Linked DNA regions of Hordeum vulgare: regions 1 and 2 are each linked to region 3. A link is a contact called in public Hi-C data. All regions are on one chromosome and are shown on one strand. The core of a region is the stretch at or near the end of the contact, and the rest is flanking DNA. Distances in the headings are between cores, read along the strand shown.

Region 1 (3,867 bases), core at 689-3,188, 280 kb before region 3:
AATGCTACCGTTGTATGTACTAACAGTTGTATCCAAGTTAATGTTTGCACTGAATGAAATAGCAGGGAAATTTGCACTGATATAGCAACTCCATCCTTGACATTTAGTTCTCATCCAGCACTGCCATTTAGTAGGTTTTGGCCATTACAAAAGATATGTTTGCAATATGAACATTACATCAGAAATGTTTGAAACATTGCAACATCAACAAAATTACTAGAAATGATCAACTTTGATCAATGACTAGTAGTTTCCACTGCAGGTGAAATACTGATAGGTTGGCATTGTATCAGCAGCCCTTCTTCTGTCCCTTTTAGCTCCAGATCTTGTCCCTCTTGTAGTAGATGCTCTAGGATTTGCAGATGCACCAGATGAGCGAGGTGCAGCAAATGAGCCAGGTGCAGATCTCTTTCTTGGAGGTTTAAACCTGTTGGTTCTTGGAGAATTTGCAGATGCACGAGATGCAGCAGTTGAGCCAGGTGCAACAGTTGCTGGTGGAGCTTGAGGTTGTGATGCAGATGTTCCTTTGGTTTGCTGCCATTTTTTGCAAGTTAGGATAAGTGTGAAGAAACCACTTTAAATGTAGTAAGGAGATGAACAAAAAAAATACCTTCCATGGATTTTTTTCTTAGAAAGATGTGCATTCTTCTTCTTGCCTCTCTCTGGATTTTGCTTACAGCTTGACTTGTTGTGTCTAGTATCACCACACAATGAGCATTTGATAATTGTGCCATGCTTGCTCATTTTCTTCCCCTTTGGTTGCCCAGTTTCTTCTCTTCTCCTGTCATTTTTGCTAGGCCTTCCTTTCTTTTCTTTTCCTGGCGACCTTACATATTCAGGAGGCACTAGCCTAGGATTGGGTGACACTGGCCACATCTCCTCACCCTTAACTGGCTGCAAGCAATGCTCATAAATTTTGTTGAACACTTCAACAAAATAGCAAGGAGCAATGTAATCCTCAACACTTCTGTTGCACTTGTAGATGGCACTAATTGCATGGTGGCATGGAAGCCCTGCGAGCTGAAAGTAGCCACAAGAGCATGTCCACTTATGTAGGTTCACTGTATATTGCCTCCCTCTCCCATTAACTTGCTTCACTTCAAAACCATCTTCTCCATTCCAAAGCACCTCCAAATATTGTGTCCTTGCTATGCTTTTCTTGATCTTCTTGAATACAACATGGCACTTTTCTTGATCTTTCCGAGGAAGCAGAAAATAGAACTTCATCGATTCCTTTAATTGAATATGATCTTGTAGAAAACCTTTCACTTCCTGCAGAGACACTTTATCCCTCTCAATCTCTGACATTGCTTCTTCTCCTCCAACATAGTCCAAATTTGGACCAATGTGGATGAACTCCCCTCCAATATGAAATCGAACGCTCAAAATCTCAGTGGGGTCCATGATTAAAATGAAATAAACACACAATGCGGTCAAAATCAAGCATATAAACCTATTCCTCTTCATAAAAATTGAACCTTTTCTGCCACCAATATCGTCCCCAAATTCGTACCTCAAAACCCTAACCCTAATGCGACAACAACCAAGAACGACTACTGGCAGGGGAGGAGGTCATCGAGATCATTACCTGCTTTGTGGACGCGTCCTTGAGTCGTCACAATCGTCGTTGCGCCACCGATCAACCGCCGGTCGCCATTGCCGTCGCAAGAGGAGGAATAGCAGGGGACAGGGAGAGAACGAGGGGAAATGACAGGGCCAAACTGGGCCGGACCACTTTTATCAAACAAGTCGCGCGCGGAAACGACCCGCAATCCCTGTCACGTCGGCAATCCCCGTTTGAGAAATGCTACCAGGGTTTGATTTAGACCAGAATCTAAGAATTTATGGTATAAATCACAGGGATTTCGAGTTCGGTGTTCGATTCGTCGAAGCCCTGCCAAGGTTTAAGATGAACATTTTTTCAAGAGATGATATTCGCGATAGTTTCTCCTTTCCACCACTCTGCTCGTTTCTTGGGCCTTCTTCCCGGCCAGACGGTCCAGATCAGGCCACGTTGCGCACCCATAGCTAAATCCAGGTTCTCCGGTCTTCACCGTCGCCGAATCAGCCGCTTCCCGCATCTGTCGATCTCCCCTGCTCCCACCCTCCCCCTTCCCGTCGGGCCGTAGCCACCGCACCGTCCCCCGATGGCCGCCTCCGCCGCCGGCGCCGGCAAGTCACTGATCCAGACATTCCGCAAATTCTTCAAGAAGCCGTGGGAGATCACCGGCCCGTGCTCCTCGCCCGAGTACCGCAGCGCGCTCCCGGGTGCGCTCGAGTACCGTCAAACCTGCCCGGCCACCCTTCGCGAGAACGACCCCAAGGCCGTCATCCCCACCTCCGACCCGGAGACCGTGTTCGACATCAAGTACTACCCGCGCGACTGCCGCCGCAACCGCCCGCCCGTCCGCCGCACCCTCCTCCGCAAGCCCGACCTCGAGCGCTACATGGCCGCCAAGCAGTTCGACCCCGCCAAGGACTTCCCTGTCCCCTACGTCATGTCTGCCGTCGAGGAGGACTACAACGCCGTCGGCGGCGGCTACACCAAGTGATCCAGGTGAGGGCTGCAACCTTTAGATCTGGGGTTAGAGCTAGGGTTCCCTGTCATGCAGGCCTAACTGTAATATTGATCTGAATCAGTGTCTGCCTGTTCTTTTTATTATCAAATGTGGGCTCGGGGCGTCAGTACGTGTGTATAGTTGATAACCCATCCTTGCTTTGGGAAATGAGATATTCTGTCATGCTGCAACTCGTGAAATAGTTAACCACTAGAGTACCTCCGTTCCAAATTATAAGATGTTTTGGATATTTCAATATGAAGTACATATGGATTGAAATGAGTGAACAAACACACTAAAACGCTTACACGTACATCCGATTCAGAAAGAACTTAGAACATCTTATAATGTGGAACGAAGGGAGTAATTATCAATGATTGGTTCAACAGTAAAACCCATCTTCATCACCATCTTTTTAAAGGGAAATGCATCATGCCTATTGCATAAGTTTTTAGTTATAACCTGACATCTAGGTTAAGTATATCATTGCGTGTTGCTAAGTTTCTGGTTTTCAAGTGTATATCAAAGATATATTGGTTGGCTTGAACATCATGATGTAAAATGAGGATATCGTTTAAATGAGCTACGAGAACCACAAGCACTGTCTTCCATTCCCTTTGAGCCTACTGACGCCGCAAGAATCCAGTTCCAGTTCCAGCACCACCCTACCCTATCCTTTCAAAACTGCGGGCTTACGCCTGAGCGTTCATGTCGGGAACCATTCGAACCACTTACAAATTCTTGCATGACAACAGCTAATCAAAGCAAAAGAAATGGTTGCAGAAAGTTGGGAATAATCCAAGCTACAAAGTTTATTTTGTATACTGCAGGCGGTTCCATTTTTTTTCTTGATCGGAGTGCTGGGTATGGGCTTCTATGGTTCCAATGGACCAGGTTTAGATTTGGAATGATAAATTAATCAATCATACACTGGGCTTACCCCAAGGTGATACCGAAGGTCTACCTCCTTTCGTGCAGCCCTCAACTCCTCCATGATGGTGATCCACTAGATTCTTGCAACAAATATGGATGGAGGGCGATCTCGAGTTTTTCGGGGTCCTCGAGATCACCTTTTAGGTCGAGTAGAGGCGCTAGGGAGTCTCAAACAAATAGCATGAAGATTGACATGGCCAAGACTCTAGGATTTTTATATTTTGTTTATTGCATGTATTTCTTCCATGGTCTGTTGCTATATTATGTGTATATGTATACTTATTAATGTTGTCTGGATAGGAAGAAGCATTATTTGTGTGTGTTGCGTGTTAGTTTTTTTTATTGTACGTTGTGTTTCAAGTTAGTTGGTTCATGC
Region 2 (3,962 bases), core at 679-3,178, 440 kb before region 3:
TCTGTATTGGCTTCTTCTCTTCATTACTAGTCTTACTTGGCAGTGGAAAGAATGGTCTAGCAATGGCCACATGTAATAGTAGCAGAAGAAGAAAAGGAACATGACCTGCCAAGGATGATAACAGAACTAAAATAAGATAGCTTGACAAAAGTTAATTTTTCATTGTGATCTTTGTAGACAGTTTAGAAATAAATGTTAAATATTTAACACTGTTATTAGAATCCTCATATCCAGTCCGAACAGAAGAGTTCAACTATATTCTAACAGTGACAAATATAACTACCACAGAGAGCCCTCTGAATTTTTTTTTTAAATAGCCATGAGAACATGCAATACTGAAAACATTACATGGCGTCAAATATGGGTAGTGTCAAAACTATCACAGGAGATAAATTGAATCAAACACTTCCACAGAAAATTATTTAAAGACAAAGTCCATGAAGATTCATTATAATTGGAAACGAGTTAGCATAAGTGCACAGATTTAATTTGGTGTTATATGGATAGGATATGTAGAAGGATGGATGCTATATGCAGAAGACGCGAGTAACCATGATATATGCAATGGGAGAAGAAACTAATCTAGCTGCTCTCCTCCCTTTATTTTCTATACTTCTGAACATATTGATGAAAGAATATGCACGTTGTGCCGTGTGTTTCTGTTTTCAGGGCTTGTTGAGCTGTGCCCTCAGCATTAACCCTTTTCGTACCTTCTGTGTGTTTGTACTAACTTTTCGAGTGTGTGTGTGTGGTGTGAACCTCTGTGTGGATGTTGTGGCTCGGGCGGTTTGCTTTATATATAAAGTGGGGCGAAAGCCTTTTTCGGTAAAGAATATGCACGTTTGCACTATGGATACAGCCAATGAAAGATTCTTCATGGACTAGCATTGTTGAAAAGAAGTGAAATCCTCAGTTTTTAATGTTTATAATTTCTTGGTTTCATTTATGTTGCATTACATATTGTGCAGGTCATAATTCACACGATCGAGTTTGTGTGTTTCTTCTGTGGCACTTGTTTAGAACTTATCTTGAATTTTTTTTAAGATAATGTCAGCGCTTCCCACACCAACAATTTCGGTTAAAGAAAGCACTAACATCAGGAGTTCACAGCAAGTTCCACTGCATGAAGGAAACGAAGAAAAAAAAAACTCTTGGCATAGCATAACATATATCAAATGAGGGAAAATCTGAGACCAGAAACTTGTCTGTATATCCTGCAGGCTGCAGCCTAAATGTGAGCACCCTGGTCCAGTTTGCCCGACCAAGCAACAGTTTCCCCACAAATATAAAGCACTAAACCGGCATGATATAAAGCACTAAACGGGAGTAATAAAAATAGTAATGCACCTAACATAGCACTACCAGTCTACCACTAACACTGCAGAAACTGTACAGAATCGCGCGGACTAGCGCAACCCCTAGAGCACGTTCGTTGGCTAGTTGCCGCCCACCCCAATCCTAGCAGAGACTTCTGTGGTCCTAATCTGCACAAAATAGCAGCCATTGCCTAATTGCCTTATCACGGATCACCTCAATTCGTGCCTGCACATCGCCGCTACACAGTTTATCTGTCAACCGAGCGTGTGGGCGTCAGAAAAATCGCACAGGAGGAGAAAGGGGAGGAATAGCTCTGGACGGGCTCGATAGATCGCCGCGGCGGGGAAGTATCGGGGGCGAAGGCCAGCTAATCGAATAGGGGGGGAAGGGGGCTTACAGAGGGACGGACGCATAGTGCTGCTGCTTCGCCCGCTGCGGTTCCGATATCAGCGGGAGGCGAGCAGAGGCGGAGACCCGAGAGCTTGGCTCTAATGGAGCGAGGAGGACGACGACGGCACGGCCGGGCCCCTCCCTCTCTCTCTCTCTCGCTATATTCGCTCCCGCTTTTTCTTTCTGGCACGCCGTTAACGTGCCATCCTCTTCTTCCTCCCGTTTTTTTAATCTTCTGGGCGCCCGTGACGGGGACGTATATACGCCCACCGATGCTGCGCTCCCACGTTGGCGGAATATTCGGAGGACAACCTCTTTTGATTTTGATTTTGAAACTCGTGGGACAATCTCTTTGGGATGAACAGCTAGTGTTGATGGGATTATGTAGGACAGCAGGAGCACTTGGGGAGTCGGGATACGATCCGTGTTACCTCGCTTACATGCGGGCCCCCCGTATAAACAGCCGATCTTTGGATAGCGGTGTGAGCCGTGCCGGCCTCTTTCCGGCCGGTGTGTGGGGGGCGACTAGCGACGGGCCGTGTGCGGCGAGCCCGCGTGGATTAGCGGATACGCTCGTGGTTCGATCGTCTACGGCCTGCCTTTTATTTTTCATGCTTGTATTTAGTCTTTTTGTCACAATACAATCACTCACATGCACGGACATACAATCAGCAGCCCTACGAACGCATGCATGTACATTTTATTTTTATGAACACCTTCAAGAAACTGAGTCAACATATTATTTTTAGATTGATAAAGTTGTCACACACGTCTTCGTAGGCGACGGAACGTCTCCTTCCACTCAACGCACATCGACGAAAGACCTAAAATAAATCCATGAAAATACGAACTTCATTGTCAAGCTTGAAACTTGAACTCTGATGGATAAAGAATATCACCGTCTTTCTAACTATCTAATCACATATTGATTCGTCCTTATATTTAGTTGGGATTAGCATCATTCGTACAAAATTAGTTAACACTCCAACAAATGTATCTAAATTTGTAAAAAAGTTATAGTAAAAAAAGTTATTTCATAAAAAGTATAAGAGGAGTCCACGAGCTGTTGGAAATATGCCCTACACGTAATAATAAATTAGTTATTATCATATTTTCTTGTTCATGATAATCGTTTATTATCCATGTTATAATTGTATTGATTGGAAACTCACATACATGTGTGGATACATAAACAACGCGAAGTCCCTAGTAAAGCCTCTACTATACACTAGTAGGAGAAATGCTACCAGTAGCGCTGGTTTGTCCCTTACTAGTAGCGCTGGTGCCAGCACTACTTCAATTGCACTACAGCTAATCTGTTAGCAGTAGCGCTGTTTTATCCAGCGCTACTGGTATACACATTAGCAGTAGCGCTGGAGCAGATAAAGCGCTACCGAAAACCCAGCGCTACTGCTAATGTTACTGCTTTCAATGTTTAATTCCTGTCGTATTAGTAGCGCCATTATACATGTTTTCATACAGTATCATCATAATACATCATTGTCATATAACAACTCTTCATCATCATCATTTTCGTCCATGATACATCACTAATTGTTCTTAATACCTAGACTAGCTCATTGATCAAAGATGGTTAAAATTTCCTAACCATAGATATGAGTTGTCATTTGATAACGGGATCATATATCATTAGGAGAATGATGTGATAGACAAGACTCAACCGTAAGCATAGCATTTAATTGTATGACTAAGTTTATTGCTATTACTTTCTCCATGTCAAGTATCTGTTCCTAAGACCATGAGATCATGCAACTCCCTCACACTGGAAAATACGTTGTTTGTATCTAACATCACAACATAACTGGATGATCATAAAGATGCTCCTACAGGTATCTCCGAGGGTGTATATTGGGTTGGCATGGATCGATGTTGGGATTTGTCACTCCGTATGACGGAGAGGTATCTCTGGTCCCACTCGGTAATACAACATCATAAGAAGTTTGCAAGCAATGTGGCTAAGGAGTTAGTCACGGGATCTTGTATTACGAAACGAGTAAAGAGACTTGCCAGTAACGAGATTGAACTAAGTATGGAGATACCGATGATCGAATCTCGGGCAAGTAAAATACCACTCGACAAAGGGAACTGCATACAGGATTGACTGAATCCTTGATATCGCGGCTTGGCCGATAATGATCTTCGTGAAATATGTGGGAACCAATATGTGAATCCAGGTCCCGCTATTGGTTATTGACCGGAGAGGTGTCTCGGTCATGTCCACATGATTCTCGAAC
Region 3 (4,219 bases), core at 904-3,403:
TAAAAGGTCTTATATTTAGGAACGTGGGAGTAGCACACAAAATGAGAAAATTTAATGCCAAGTACATCTTGTACACATTATGAGATTCTGTCGATAATTTTTTTTGACCCCAAACTGTAGGAACTTCTTCCCTGAGATTCATCTAAAAATTAATAAATAAGGTGGCATTTATGGGGAAATTCACTTTGACTCATAGGTGAAGATGCACCTATTTTCTAAATTCATTTTTGTAAATACACATGTCGCTTGTACATCCGGACATTATATGTTCGTGCACAAAGTTTTGATGAAAAAGAACATTTTCTGTGGCTGTTGTAAAAAGACAATTTTTGATGCTCGATTGTAACTATTCACAGGATATTTTATATTTTTTTTCTACGTGACATAAAAAAAAATTTTGTGAAATTTTGTGTGCGAGCATAGAATGTCTAGATGTGCACATGAAATTATTATTCGGAATTTTTTGACATTTTAAAATGTGATCTTTTATATATTTTCATAACAGATGTATCTATACATATGAGCCAAAACACCACCTCTGCATTTGTGATTTTATGCTATGATATTATGCAATGAGAAGATAGTAACCATGCAATATAATGCTACCTATTGGATTCATGCTTTAACCAGTTGCTATAAAAGTTCAGATTTATGGATAAAGGCGCAAACAATATATTTCAACATCTCCCTCGCGTCTTGTCTTATTTAGTCATTAGACGTGGGATCAATATAGGCTATAGAATATATATATTGTTAATACTATGCTGTCAGGGTCTTGAACTGAAGATTTTTATATTTTTAACAGAAGGAGCTATAACAAGTGAAACTTAACGCGGTGAAAACACAACCCCAGCTACAGAAGCAAAGGAACTGGCGGGAACAAAAGAGCAACATCACACGACACATCCCTGGATACTGAAATCTCAAGAATACGCGAAAGATAAACTAGCCTGAATCAATTCATCCAACCTCACATGGAAATGATTCTGTCCGATTATTTCCCTCCTTTTTTGTCCAAAAATACATGTCTTTACCGTGGATAAAAGCTGGAGTGGTCCTGCTCTAGTTGATGCTGAAAAGAAGAATGGTCCCTAGCCTAAACTAGGTAGCCTCCTAGACCTCGATGTCGAAAGATTTGTAAAGGTACGCGCGGTAGTGTATCCGGTCCAAATATTGGAAAGCCCAACATGTAAGCAATCTAGCGATATATCTCAAAGTTGTGCGTGCACTCGCCATGCTTCAGCCTTAAGGTGCTGGCCAATGACGGAATCCACAACTTGTTCTTGCAAACTTCGGGTTCTAGCTTCTAAAAAGGCAAAGCAATTGGCATGCTAGCTAGCTAGCTAGCTGCTAAGTGCTAATAATCCATAGGCACAGGTGTTGCATGTCAATGTCAACACAAATTTCGCCGTTTCTTGCCACTGCATGCGTGCGCGGGTAAATGTTAGGTCCAGCATATTTTATCCTGTCATTTCATGCCAAATACTCCCTCTGTATCTTTTTATAAGACTGTTTTTGGAGTCCATAATAGTGTCAAAAACGTATTTGATTAATTTACAGAGGTAGTTGCCATATAGGAATGCCTCCAGTAAAAATGAGGTGGCAGCTCGCAGCACTAAATGGGCAACAAATAGGACTTGCTTGCTAGTACGTGTCTGGAGGAGCGATCTATCGGCTGTAAAATGAATGACTTGGGTTTTTCATGGAGGATAACAAACCCGGTCTCTGTGTCAATTGATGCAGGAAATCATATATTGCTAGTATTTCCAATCTATCATTGATTTAGTAAAAGTTATGTTAAATCAGCAATAATTAATATGAATTAGATGGAGTAATCAATTATACGATGAAAAGGAAAACTTGGTACACGTTACAAACGTCGTAAGCTCAAGTTTATTACGGAGTAGTTGTTTGCATGGAAGTAAGCTCAAGTTCGGACATAACATTTATGCTCACGTACCTGGCCCTATGAGCCGGTGGCCAGGTCAGCCGCCGCTACGTACGTACAGGTGGGTGGAGGGAGGGGATCGATCGACTCAGTGAAGTGAGGCGGGGGAGCAACACAGCACAGCTATGGTGGTAAAAGGACAGGGACAAGCGACAGCGACGCTAGCTGCTGATCGATCGATCCCACCATTTATGCAGTCGCGGCAGTACTGTAAATACCCACCACAAGCTCCACTCCCACATCCTAATTCGCTAGCTCGCTCTCGCTCCCGCTGCCGCTCTCAAGCTACCTGCTGGCAGCTAACTAGCTAGGGTTCGCCTACAGAAGGTGACCGCGAGCTGGCTGGCCGGAGAGACCGAGCAGCTACGCGCGCCGCAGCTCGCCGGCCGGGAGCTGCCTAGCTAGCAAAGCTCGGTGGAGTTCTTGTGAGTGAGCTTCCTTAATTCCGCTAGCTCTCCCATGGGTGTGTGTATATAACTATATATATGTGTGGCTGTTTTGATTTGTTGATTCTGTTCTATAAGGAATTGGAGATCCCGGGTGTACTGATAGGATTTTGTGGGATTTCTTATTTTTTGGTGCCTTTTCGCGGTCCTTGATTAGAATTTCATGCGGCGGATCTGAGCGAGATTTGTTAATTCCTATCGCTTTGTATACAGATTCTTTGGGGCTGTCGAGTCCTTTCGAGAGATTGTTTTCCTTTCCCACCCAAGTGTTCTTGCATCCAAACCAAAGCTGCACCGGATCCAGAGCTAGAGGACCATTTCTCTTTCGCTCTTCTCTTCTCCTTTTTCCTCGTGGGAGCGCCCGATCTGAACCGACTAGTTTAAATTACCCATTCTCATCGCTTCTACCAATTGCTGACACCCAGACTTTAGTTAGAGTTAGAAAAATTGAACCCAGGATCCGGAGCTAGACAGACCTGCAGCTGCAGGATTATGAAAAGGAGGCACCTAGCACTCAATACAGACCCTCGCTTCAGAGAGGCGCCCAATTAATGGTGAGACTTGCAGTACGACTCAATTCATAACTCGACTGCAGAACAATCAAAGAGAGGGCTGATGGCGGGGCTGGCCGTTCATATGTTCAACCGTCGAATCATTCTCTTGGGCACCGCATGCAGTGCAGATCGTGCCGCGCGCGCCTGCGCATCCACAGCGTCCACGGGGGGGTGGGGGGCTCAAGCTGCTGCTATTCCATCTCTTCTACTGCACCAGTTGCATGCAGCTTGAATAAAGCTGCCGCGCGCTCTCTCCTCCCCCAATCCCATTCCCTCGGTGCCGATGGAACAGTACGTACGTGGCGCACATCCACCGGTAGACCCCCGGCGCGCCGTTTGGCACAGAGCTTCATTGGTGGCCTGCTCATATACGAACACAAATAAATTTGATGCCTGTTAATCTCTGTTAGCTGCAGCTGCATGCGATGTTAAGTAATAGATCGACCTGGTGATATGATATGGCAGGTGAAGCTAGCTAGCGGACGATCAAACTGATCGACGATGCGCCTCGTCGCCGGAGGCCACTTGAGATGATGAGCAGCAACAACCAGCAGCAGCAGTCGGCGGCGGCAGCGGCGGAGGAGGAGCAGGAGCTAGCGCGGAAGCACGCGGCCGCGGTGGCTACGTCGCGGCAATGGTCGTCGCAGACGGAGTCGCGGATAGTGCGGGTGTCGCGCGTCTTCGGCGGCAAGGACCGCCACAGCAAGGTGAAGACCGTCAAGGGTCTCCGCGACCGGCGCGTGCGGCTGTCCGTGCAGACGGCGATCCAGCTCTACGACCTGCAGGACCGGCTGGGCCTTAACCAGCCCAGCAAGGTCGTCGACTGGCTGCTCAACGCGGCCCGCCACGAGATCGACAAGCTGCCGCCGCTCCAGTTCCCGCCGCATCAGGTCGACCTCATGGACCACATGATGACCTCCTCCTCCATGCCGCTCATGCCGCACGTCGATGACAAGTTCTGCCACTTCGCGTCCACGCTCGCCGGAGATGGCGTCAAGGCCGGGGCCGACGCAGACGGCGGTGGAGCTCACCACAACATGGGGAGGTTCGGCTACCACCGGTTCATGGGGCTCAATAACAACTCCCTGGGACTGGTCAACAGTGGGATGCCATACAATTTTACCGGCGAGTCATGGAATAACAGCAGTGTGCACCAGAGCGGTGGCGCTGGCTCGGCACAGGTCTCGATCGCTGCCGCCGCCGCGGCTCACCACTCGGCATTCCCGTCGTTACTCTCCTTGGCTCCAAGGTCGCATCAGCTGGTTTATTAC

What was found. A called contact is a pair of places that touch in the nucleus more often than the background predicts.
Region 1: a Hi-C map of leaf shows a contact between it and region 3, with 4 times the contacts expected there. The contact joins the promoter of LOC123444479 here to the promoter of LOC123440284 in region 3. A contact is called at or near these places in 3 of 6 Hi-C or Micro-C datasets (leaf and seedling) and 1 of 1 datasets of contacts at active chromatin or transcription factors (embryo).
Region 2: a contact with region 3 is called in a Hi-C map of seedling, with 4 times the contacts expected there. The contact joins the promoter of LOC123444480 here to the promoter of LOC123440284 in region 3. A contact is called at or near these places in 2 of 6 Hi-C or Micro-C datasets (leaf and seedling).

Annotation. Positions count from the first base shown.
Region 1 is chr3H:498,633,745-498,637,611 of MorexV3_pseudomolecules_assembly, reverse strand. It overlaps LOC123444479, which reads left to right and starts at 1,938. Exons shown (of 2, transcript XM_045121199.1): 1 at 1,938-2,557. The coding sequence starts at 2,148. The coding sequence ends at 2,552.
Region 2 is chr3H:498,793,743-498,797,704 of MorexV3_pseudomolecules_assembly, reverse strand. It overlaps LOC123444480 (glycerophosphodiester phosphodiesterase GDPD6-like), which reads right to left and starts at 1,928. Exons shown (of 12, transcript XM_045121201.1): 1 at 1,715-1,928; 2 at 1-105. The coding sequence starts at 1,730.
Region 3 is chr3H:498,350,608-498,354,826 of MorexV3_pseudomolecules_assembly, reverse strand. LOC123440284 reads left to right here and starts at 2,153. Exons shown (of 2, transcript XM_045116862.1): 1 at 2,153-2,373; 2 at 3,414-4,219. The coding sequence starts at 3,479.